Regions from separate parts of the Sus scrofa genome. Here regions 2 and 3 are each linked to region 1. The links are chromatin contacts, called in public Hi-C and promoter capture Hi-C maps. All regions are on one chromosome and are shown on one strand. Each heading gives the region's core, a stretch centred on a gene start, on an enhancer-like site or on the middle of the called end of the contact. The rest is flanking DNA. Distances are from core to core; before and after follow the strand shown. Region 1 has its middle 74 kb from the start of TM2D1. Region 2 has its middle 87 kb from the start of NFIA. Region 3 holds the start of NFIA (nuclear factor 1 A-type).

What was found. Promoter capture Hi-C pulls out the DNA fragments that hold promoters and counts their contacts. Hi-C and Micro-C count contacts between places; a contact is called where the count stands out from the background.
Region 2: a contact with region 1 is called in a Hi-C map of fetal liver, with 1.6 times the contacts expected there. The contact joins two enhancer-like sites. A contact is called at or near these places in 18 of 47 Hi-C or Micro-C datasets (alveolar macrophages, embryonic fibroblasts, fetal heart ventricle and 10 more) and 2 of 2 datasets of contacts at active chromatin or transcription factors (alveolar macrophages and skeletal muscle).
Region 3: a promoter capture Hi-C map of fetal skeletal muscle shows a contact between it and region 1, with 14 times the contacts expected there. The contact joins the promoter of NFIA here to the enhancer-like site in region 1. A contact is called at or near these places in 4 of 5 promoter capture datasets (fetal liver, fetal skeletal muscle, liver and 1 more), 5 of 47 Hi-C or Micro-C datasets (adipocytes, embryonic fibroblasts, epiblast stem cells and 2 more) and 1 of 2 datasets of contacts at active chromatin or transcription factors (skeletal muscle).

Annotation. Positions count from the first base shown.
Region 1 is chr6:150,687,637-150,691,007 of Sscrofa11.1, reverse strand. No RefSeq gene overlaps it. Among named protein-coding and RNA genes, the nearest start is that of TM2D1, 74 kb to the right of the region's middle. Within about 2 kb of position 1,812, at least 38 of the 83 cell types and tissues checked have an H3K27ac peak or open chromatin away from gene starts, as enhancers often do. A contact at or near this core is called in embryonic fibroblasts, epiblast stem cells, fetal liver and 3 more, where this site is marked.
Region 2 is chr6:151,315,143-151,318,513 of Sscrofa11.1, reverse strand. No RefSeq gene overlaps it. Among named protein-coding and RNA genes, the nearest start is that of NFIA, 87 kb to the right of the region's middle. Within about 2 kb of position 1,778, at least 2 of the 83 cell types and tissues checked have an H3K27ac peak or open chromatin away from gene starts, as enhancers often do. A contact at or near this core is called in fetal liver, where this site is marked.
Region 3 is chr6:151,228,289-151,231,659 of Sscrofa11.1, reverse strand. NFIA (nuclear factor 1 A-type) reads left to right here and starts at 1,887. Exons shown (of 11, transcript XM_021097780.1): 1 at 1,887-2,307. The coding sequence starts at 2,218.

The DNA of each region.
Region 1 (3,371 bases), core at 563-3,062:
AAACAAAGGATGTTTATTTGTTCGACCACGAGATTTTTTTTTTCCGGAGCATTTTTAGTGTGAGGGGTATGTGGTAAATAAGACATGTTCCCTGCCTTGGCAAAGAGTATATATTCTATCAAGGGAGAAAGAGGCATAAAAATATGCATAATACAGTGTCGTATGTCACATAGCTCAAGCAATAGAGTTATATTGAACAGATGACAGAATGATTAATTCTTCAGGGCGAGTGGCACATAGGCATAGCTATGAAAGACTTCAAGGGGGGTGCATTTGAGAATTCTTGAAAGACAAACAAGAGTTTGTGAAGTAGAGCAAGGAGGGGGGAGAAATTCTAAGAGGATGTCCCTAGAGGACTCTGGGTACTCAGAACTAGAGCCATCGGGGTGAAACCACAGGGTGTCTGATCCTGTGTCAGAAAGCCATGCTTCCATTCAAAGTCTGGCCATCACTACCCATCTAGTCCAAGCGTTCTGCTCTCCTTTGACCAAGTAGAGAACTCTCATTTGCATGGGCCCCAACCCACAACATCCCCATACTGTGACTGTTGCCTGGAGATGGCTCACATTTATCTGTTGAGATGAGTGGTCCTCTTTCTCACAACCCAGCTAAGGCCACTGGACCCAGTTTTCCAAGGTGCCTAGAAAGATGAGGCTGTGGCCCAAGGTAATGCTTATGTGGGCTGGAGGATACAGAGAATAGAATGGCTGCGACCTCTAGACTCTGTCTGGCTACTGGTACAGCCCCTCCTAAACAACAAACAGACTTAGTGAGTGACCACGCCACCAAAAAAGTGTGTGTGGGGGGGGGGGAAAAAAGCGTGTTTGTGTGTGTGTGTGTGAGCGAGAGAGAGATCTTTAAATTTTAATAGCTATTCAGACAGTCCTTAGAGAGAGAATTGGCAGCTTTGGCCTAGAGGCTGCCCCCCACCTGTCTCCAGGCACTGCAAACACAGCTGTGTAAGAAGGAGACAGTCAAAGCTTCCAAGGAGGAAAAAAAACACAACACCACGGTGCAGTGTGGGGTGGGGGGGTAGGGGGTGCAAACAATGGGAGGGCCTTTCTCACAAACCCACTTGGGACAGAGCCGGTCTAGCAACTGCAGAAATTAGCAAGGAGGACGCGGGCAGGTTTACAAACAAAAACAAAAACCACCCCTCCAGCCTAAAGTAAAATCCTTCAAGACCCAACTCAAGGGCCACTTTAAACCCATTTTTAAAGGAGGAGACGGAGCGCACAGCTCAAGCTGAGGGGGGAACAAGGTAGCCTGCTTTTCTGGCAGGGTTCGCCTTCAGGTGTTGTCCTCGCATCGAGGTGAAATGCAAAGACGATTGATGCTCTGTCAGAGAACTCAGAGCGCCTTACGCGAAACGCAGGACGCCCTGGGAAGGTGCCTAGAAACTTCTTTATCTGGCTTTTTTTCCAGACTGAAAAGCGCAGGCATTTTTCAAGTTCAACTCTTTAGAAAAGTCAGGAGAAGCAAGATTTCAACAGATGTTAGCGGTTCTGCAGTGGTCAGGGGGGGCTGCCCCTCCGTGAAAAAAAAAGGGGGGAAATGAGAAGAGGGAGGGAAACAGGTCGTCGTAGAAGAAAACCCAAGCAAGGCGGTATTTTCGGTATCATTTTAATCACAAAATAGCACGAATGCGGTCTGTGCCTGCGTGCTACCCAAACGTCGATCTGAATACCACTGAACGCTGGTTTGAAAATTTCCATTTTTGTAATTTGCTTTCCTTTGTTAAGCCAAGACTTGAGAGGAACCTGGCAGCCGTCTCCTAGTCTGGCACGATTTCCCCTCCGACGCACTGGGTTGGTGGGGACGTGGAGGGAGGCCTCCCGAGAGAGGAGAGGGAAGGCGGGTTGAGAAGCGTCGGCGGGGCCGCAGCCTCTCAGCCAGGGGGTTTGGCTCCACCTACAGGAAGCAGAAGGTACTTCAAGCCGATCCCTCTTCTGCCGCGGAAACCGGGTGGGATGGGGGTGGGGTTGGGGGACAACTGCTGGTGAATTTCCCGGCCAATCAGAATGCGGCGTGTAAGGAGCTGGCGGTCAGGACTCGGCAGGTAGAGATCTGCATCACCAGATCCAGAGCAGCATATCGGATGCAGCGCCGGGATTCGTATTTGGAGGAGAAAAGACTTCAGGCCTCCTCTTATAACCTACGAATTGATTTCACTAGTTAAATATAAGCCCTATTTGGGCTATTTCTGATCCCAGTTCAGGGCCAGCACAGAGTCACTGTGCCCAACTGCTGGATGAATGAACAAACAAATGAATCCAACACACAGGATAATACACTCAATTAAGCAAGAGACCTAATGTGATAAAAACAAATGCGCCCCCCACCCCCCACCCAGGAATAAATGTGAGTAATCAGACATTTTGTTAAGGGCTAGTAATTGCTACAAAAATCCTGCACCATCTTAGACTAGTCCAGTGGTCCATTTGCAATGTGGGTAGCACTAATTAAGAACCACTCATCTGGAGTTCCCCTTGTGGCTCATCAGGTTAAGAAGTCCATTAGTATCCATGAGGAGGCGGGTTTGATCCCTGGCCTCACTCAGTAGGTTAAGGATCCCACCTTGCCATAAAGCTGTGGTGTATAGGCTGGGAGCTTCCATATGCCAGAAGTGCAGCCCTACAAAAACCCAAAAAAAACCAAACAAAAACACTCATTACATCTGATGCCCTTAATTTGCGGATGAGTAAGCTGAGGCTTGGCGAGGTTCCCCTCCTCAATCCTCCTCCCCCCGCAACTCCCCTCCCGCCCCAACAAGTTTGTTGGTGGTAGTACTGCTTTGGGGCTAAATTTTCGTGACCTTCTCTCTGACGTTTGTTTACAAAAGCCAGAGAATTGTTCTGCGGGACTGCGGCTTGACCAGCACAGATACGCTTAGCTGATTGGCTCTCTCTGGCGGAAGCTGACTACCCCACCTACCTGTGGTCCCGTCCCTGAGTTTCAGTCCCAGCCCCTGCTAGGGGCTAAGGCAGCTGCTCCTGCTGCTTTACTCCAAAAATCAAATGCCGCCTGGGGTTGGTGCCAACCGGTTGCTAAACTTATGGATTCATTTTATTTAAGCCTAAAAGGCAGTCTTTGAACTTGTGGGTTTGTAGGCTACAAACAAGCAGGTGCTATGTTTTAGCAACACAGGTCTTATATCTAGCACATCTACTTATCAGAAGTGTTAATAAGAAGTTATTGAATGTCCCAGTGATTGTTACAGATGAGGATATTTACCAACTGAAAAAGAATTTTTGCTGTAGGCAGTTAGCACTCAGTTTCCAACTTAAAAATGTGAAGATTCTTCCTGTAAAGAGACTGCATTTGCGTTGTTTCACATAAATGATGATGCAGTGAAAGTTAGAGATCAGAAG
Region 2 (3,371 bases), core at 529-3,028, 630 kb before region 1:
CTCTCCACTCGGAGAGATCACTGTCCCCGAGGCAGCTTGTGACCTGAACTCTTGCTTCAGAAACCCATAAAGTAGGGGTGAAGATAATATGTATCTCATGAGCTTGACATGATAACTAAAGGAGATTATATATCAGTGTGCTCTTGCTGCCTAACAAATCTCCCCCAAACTCGGGAATTTATAATAACAACTGCTTATTTAACTCACAAGCCTGTGGGTTTGCAATTTGCACTGGTTTCAGTGGGGCAGTCCTGCTGGGCTCAGCTGGGTTCTTGAGGCCTGGACTCAGAACCCACACAGCATCATCCTCACCACATTCAACTGGTCAGAACAAATCATAAGGCCCACCCAGATGGAAGAAGAGGAGAAATTCACGGCCTCTTGATGAGGTTGCTTCAAATTATTGTGGCACTATTTAAATTTTCCTACAGGTCATAAATGTATAACACCTGGTCCTCAAACTAAGTGAAGTGATTTCTGGCATACTTTTTGCTCAGAATTTCCTGCAGTGGCCTTTTACATGAAACAAACAACCAGAAATACTGGTTAAACCTTTACTCTTCAGCCTTGCACTGGACATGGGGGAAGAAGAGAGGATTTAAAACATGTTTATGATGGTCTCTGCCCTCAAGGGGTTATGAGTTAATTGGGGGTGGGGAGAGGGGACATGCACACACAAAGATGAATTACAAGACCAGAGGAAGTATCAGTGTGAGGGAGTTCCTGTTGTAGCTCAGTGGGTTAAGAACCCAATATGGTGTTCGTGAGGATGCAGGTTCCATCCCGGGCCTCGCTCAGTGGGTTAAGGATCCAGAATTGCTACAAGCTGCTGTGTGGATCACAGACACAGCTCGATCTGGCTTTGCAGATCCTGCAGCTGCAGTTCTGAGTTGACCCCTAGCCTGGGAACTTCCATATGCCACAGGTACAGCCAAAAAAGAAAAGAAAAAAGATATATCAGTGTGAGGCAATAACAGATGAGGAGAGAGAGAAGGAAGTATGTGGAGTTAACAGGGAGTTATCAAAGGAGGGGCCATTTTAACTGGGTCTTAAATGATGGTTAAAATTGGCCCAAAACATCAAACCGACATAACTCCCCGACATCCGCTTTCTATCCAGGCTCCCTTTCTAGGGGCCCTTCTTCAGAAAGGAATCCCTGTATCCATAGCTCCCATTATTAAGTTCTGTTTCTGCAGGCACAGGGGGGAAAGAGGGGAGAGGCTGGTCCTCAGAACCATTAGTCAAAGGGAAGACTTTTCTTGGTCATCCTCAGACTGACCTAGTGGAAAGACTGCCAGTTTTTTTAGTTCCAAGAGCTGGCCATGTATACTTGCTTGTCTTCTCGAAGACTCCATTTCTTCATCTTTTCTAATGCGGAGTGTTCCTACAGCACTACATGGAACAGCACAGAGGAGTTTAATATAATGCTTCTGGCGCGTGGTCGACAATATATAAAATTTAGTCTCTCTTTCTTTTGCTTCTCCATTGCCTCTGCCATTACATCCAACTTAGTCATTAAATGTTCCACGAAGAGTGATACTTAGTAAACATCACAGCACCAGGCTTTCACTGTAGTCATTGTGGGGCAAAGCTCCCTCCAAATGACCCCAGTACAGCATCCGGCACAAGAAAGGTGCTCAGTAAAAGCAAAAGTTGCTTTGTTCTTCCTGCTCGAAGTTCCTGAATCTCGTCATGCTGTCTCTTATCTCTGTGCAACTCACCCACGTGGTTCTATCTCTCTGGAACAGCCGTCCCTCAGGCCCATCCACTCACCTAGCCAAGGAGCTATCTCCCATTCCTCTTAGACATCTACTTACTCCTCCAGGAAGCCTTCCCTGCCCCCTACCTCCCACCCATCCCCTGGTTTAGGTATCTCTGATTTAGGTATCTTTCCTATTGCTCCTATATAAGTACATAGACTTGTAGAGGATTTCATAAAATGATTATTGGCTAGATGGCTGAATAGACGATGTTTCACTGAGGAATCCCAAACAGAAATCAATCTACCAAAAGCTTCTTTCACACTTTGGGACCAGCATACAGGGCCTCTTGTGACGCATACATTTTTCAAATCAGCAATAGAAGCTACTAATTTATCGCAACATTGTAAATCAACTGTACGTCAATAAAACTTTTTTAAAAAAGAAATGAAAAAAAAAGAGAGATGGAAGCTTAAACTTTCTATGAATAGGTGAGAGTTAGCGATTAAGGTTCAGTCTCATAGAATAATAGACCTGACATGGAAAATTCCTGCTCAGCAGGTGCACACTTAATACTCACAGGAAACAGCAGGTAAGCAACATACTTAGAAAGAGTTGCATAAACCTGAGGAACAAACGCCATTCCCCCTGGAAGTTTTCAGGGGCAAACTTAAGACAAGTCCTGGGAGACAAGATGCTTTACCAGCTGTCAGATTCAGTAAGCACGAGACCCTAAGCTTGACATGCTTGGGAGGGAAATGTTTCTGTCCACAGAGACTGAAGTTGGTTGCTCTGAGATCCCTAACAGAAATCATGCTCATCCTGCCAAAGGCTTCAGCTAGCACCGGGGCCAGGAGAGCCCACTCTCAGCTGCTAACCTCTGCTTCTCGCTCACCCTCCACAAAACCTTCACCACCCCTCTCTTCCACCTCATCATGCAATGTTTCCTAAGTGTTTTGAGATCAGAAGAAAACAAACATTGTTTATCTAGCTTGAAACACCACGAAACTTTCTCTTAAAACAACTCCTACGAAACAAAACAAAGCGATTGATTCAAATAGGAAAGCCAGGAAGAGCACCCTATCTGAATTTAATAAAATGTATCATCATATATGATGCCTGTATATTTCCTCCCTCTGTTCTTTTTGCTTCTTTCCTTCTTGACATCCACCCAAAAACTCCTTACAGAAAGGGCACAACTGTTTCCCACCGTCCCTGGGAGACAGTGGCATGTGATACACAGTCAGTGTACAGTGTGAGGAGTGCGATGAGAGCTACGTCCAGGGTGCAGTGGGGATGCCGAGAAGAAACATCCAAATCAGCCTGATGGGTCACAAAAGACTTCCCAGAGGAAACAAATCTGGATAAAGGTCACCTTAAAGGATAAGGAGGAGTATGCCAGGAAAAAAAAATTTTTTTAAAGGATGCAAGTTCCATGCAGTGAGAAGGGCAGACGCAAAGGTAGAGCCACGCATGGGCATTTGTGGATCCATAGCTCACTCTTTATGACCAGAGGAAGGGAGGAGAGGAAGCTAAGGAGATACACAGGAGTCAGATCACAAAGTACAAAGTGAATTTGTACTTCAGTCTGAATCTATGGGAGCTATTGAAGGGTGGTGAGCAAGCAATGCTATATCTGATTTCCATCTAGAAAAGTGTCTCCAACATAGG
Region 3 (3,371 bases), core at 638-3,137, 540 kb before region 1:
AAGCCATGTTGTTGTTGACTAGATGGAGATGTGAAAGGTCTCTTTGGAAATGGTGCTAAACTACCATATTAGATTAAGTTAATGAATTATAGACATTGCAGACAAAACTCACTGTTACCACCAATTGACAAGGCCTGGCTTGCTTCGCATTAGGGATTACTCAGACTATAGCATTTACAGAGCAATGCAATACAAGCTGATACCTCTTGTGCATTTCAAAGGCTCTTAGCTCTTGACAAAACAGACCTCCATTCTCACATTAGGTAGATATCCTATGTTACAGGTGTTATGCAACCATCTCAAGATCACACAGCCGGCCGAGCTCCAGCTGAACTAGGCCTAGAACTTTTTTGGTTACTTAAAAAATTTATTTTTCCTTTTTCCTTAAGCCACTACATTTCATCAAGTGTATTTCTAGGGCAAAAGTATCATACCATGCCAAGTGGAAATGTATGTTCAGTGGAGGAGGCCAGGATTAAAATGCCACAGAGTTTCTAGAGCCAGACAATATCCGAATCTATCGGAGGCAGACCAGAACAGCAAATGTTGCCTAACACCAAGGGCAGTCACAATATAGTACCTCCTAGTAATGCTGCATCAGTTACCTGGTTGTAAAGTGCAAGCCTAAAGCCAAAAATGTGGTTCAAAATAGAATAGGAGGATTCTCTAACTTCTGATTTAACTGCTCGAGGTTCTGTTATCAATTAATTAGGTAACTTCACCAAGGACAGTTAAGAAAATCAGGCAACCGCCAAGTTGCTTCCTATTCCTCTTGACTTCTTACTGGATAATTTTTATCAAGTGAGCTTAAGCACACATTTTCCAGTCACTCAGTTATTCAGCAAAATGTCCTAAGCTACTTAACTGATGCAAAGCAAACACATTAAAAAAAAAAAAAAGGCAATACCTGGTTGTGATGCTTTCCATTTAAAGGGATACTTCCCTTGCACCACCACTGCACCAATGCCTAGTCTGTTGCATAAAACAAACACATAAAAGGTTGACACTGAAATATCCTGATCACCTGATCTTAAAGAGTCTGGATTAATCATATAAGACGAATCAGTGAAATGAAGGATTTGATGTTTCAGCAACTGGGTTTTAACCCCCTACCTCCTTTAAATGTTGAAACAGGTCTCCTTTGGGGGGGATGGGAGGTGGAGAAGTGCATTAAATTTTGTGGAACCCAGGTTTTGTAAGGATATTGACCAATTAAACGCTTGCAATTACATTCGAATTTCACTGCATCTCCTGCTTTAAAGGAACAGCTTTATTCTTGAGGGAGCCCACCTAACCATTTTTATGTTCAGCCATCTGCAGAGAGTAGTGGCAATGCTTTTTCCTTTCTGAAGCTAGAGTAGAAGCTTTATTTCACTGCAAGTTCTCGGTGACATTTTGCACTCTCTTGATTTAATGATCCAAAGAGGATCTTTAACTCTTGGTCTACACCAGTGCAAATAAAGGTTAAATCTCTCACTAACCATCATGAACTAACCTAATAACTCACCAGAGGCTATGGAAAAAGAAACCGAGAAAGCAGGTGTGCAGACTTGATTAAAACGTGCAAAACCCGCACAACCGCAGGCAAAGGTATCATAGCCTCACATCTCCCTAGTACCGGCTGCGAGGTCCGCAAGCAGGGGAACTCCTACTGCGCCAAAAACACGGTCCTGTGAGCGGGGCCTAGTAACACAGGGGCTTTTCTTCCAAACGGTGTCCCGACCCGAGCTTGCGCTGAATGTCGGGGCTCCTATTGGCCACACGCCGTGGGGGAGGAGGAGACTGGCGGGGAGAGAGACGGGGGGAGGGAGCGGGGGCAAGGCCTTTCCCTGCCCCCTCCGGGCCCCCTCTGCAGGCAGCCCCGGCGCCCCGTGCGTGGTTACTATGCAAATTGCAGCGATTGCGGAAATAAACAAGCGGGTAGTGAGAGGAGAGAGGGACTGCGAACCGATTGCAACTTCGGCAAAGTCTCGTAGAATCCAAAGCACACAAGGCAAAACCAGAGAGAATCTGAGAACCAGCCAGCCCGGGTTGGATCGCTTTCAAAAGAGGAGAGACAGTGAGAGAGGCAGAGAGCGCGCATTGCAATTGCAGAAGCCTCCTGATTTGGAGAAAAAAAAAAAAAAAATCTCCAAGAAGCCTGCAATTGGCCAACAGCTTAAAAAAAAATCTCTTCCGGGTTTTCAACGGTTCCAAGTTTATTAAGATATCTTTTTAATGCAAAAAAAAAAAAAAAGGGGGACAACAAATGAAGCAATTCGTCTGAACATTTTAAAGTTTCTCACGTACTCTTTTTACATTGCAATGGTACGTGGTACATCTTAAACTTTCTATTTTGCGTTTATACGATATGCGTTTTATAAACAACAATAATGGTAGAATGGTTTTGTTAATGGCTAAGACTTAAAATTTTCTCTAGCTTGCATATGCACTGACGTGATTGCTGGGTAAATGTCTATTGTGATGGTTTTGTTTTAAAGATGTAGCTTTGTGGATGGCTTTTATTTATTTATTTTGCTATGTGCATTAGGGACTGGGTTTCCTTTTTTTTTTCTTCCTGAGATTTGAAAAAAATTGCTGAGCTTGACAGATTTTTTTTTCTCCTCCAAGTGCTTGCTCGGTTCCAGAAAGGGGAGGGGGGGGAATCCTGTACGTGCTCGGTTCTGTAAAAAGACGTCTGGCCTCAGCAGTCAACCTAACCCGAAAAGAAATGTCTGGACCGGAGAGTAATTGACGATTCGATCCTCTAATCAATGGGACAACCTGGGAGATTGACTAGAGCTTTATCCAATCATGAGGAAGCTTGGGTGTACACTGGCTCGCAGTAGCCAGAGGGGGCGGGGCAGACAAGATCTGAAGTTCTCTGCGGCTCTGAAGGGGATGGTGTGGTTCAAGCTGTCAAAGCTACAGGCTCTTCCGGATTTAGCAAGCATAATAGGAAAGAGTTTTCGAGTTTCAGAAAAGAAAACCTAATTGGTGTAGTTTTGTTTTGTTTGCGTAAATCGTATGCCTTCTTCCATTGCCTTTTGGGAAAAGTTTTTTATTTTTTTTAAATTCTTCTACAGAAATGTTTAACTTTGCATGAATTATTATTTGTAAGTTCAGGAATGTTGTTAAGGGTTGTGGAAGGTGAGATTCAGCTTTTAAAAGTATGTGGCTTAAAAACTATGGGACCGTAGTGAGCTTTCGGAAGTGATATATTGCATACTTAGCATTGCAAAACTTCTTACTCTGATTATCTTAAAAGCTTTGGCTTTTCAGGTACTTTGAAGGAATAGACAAGCCTCTCTTCTTGAACTCTAAACAACAGTTTTAAGGGAGAGAGAATGTTTCACAGGTGTACTGACAGCTGTTTTGTACATTTGAAAGGA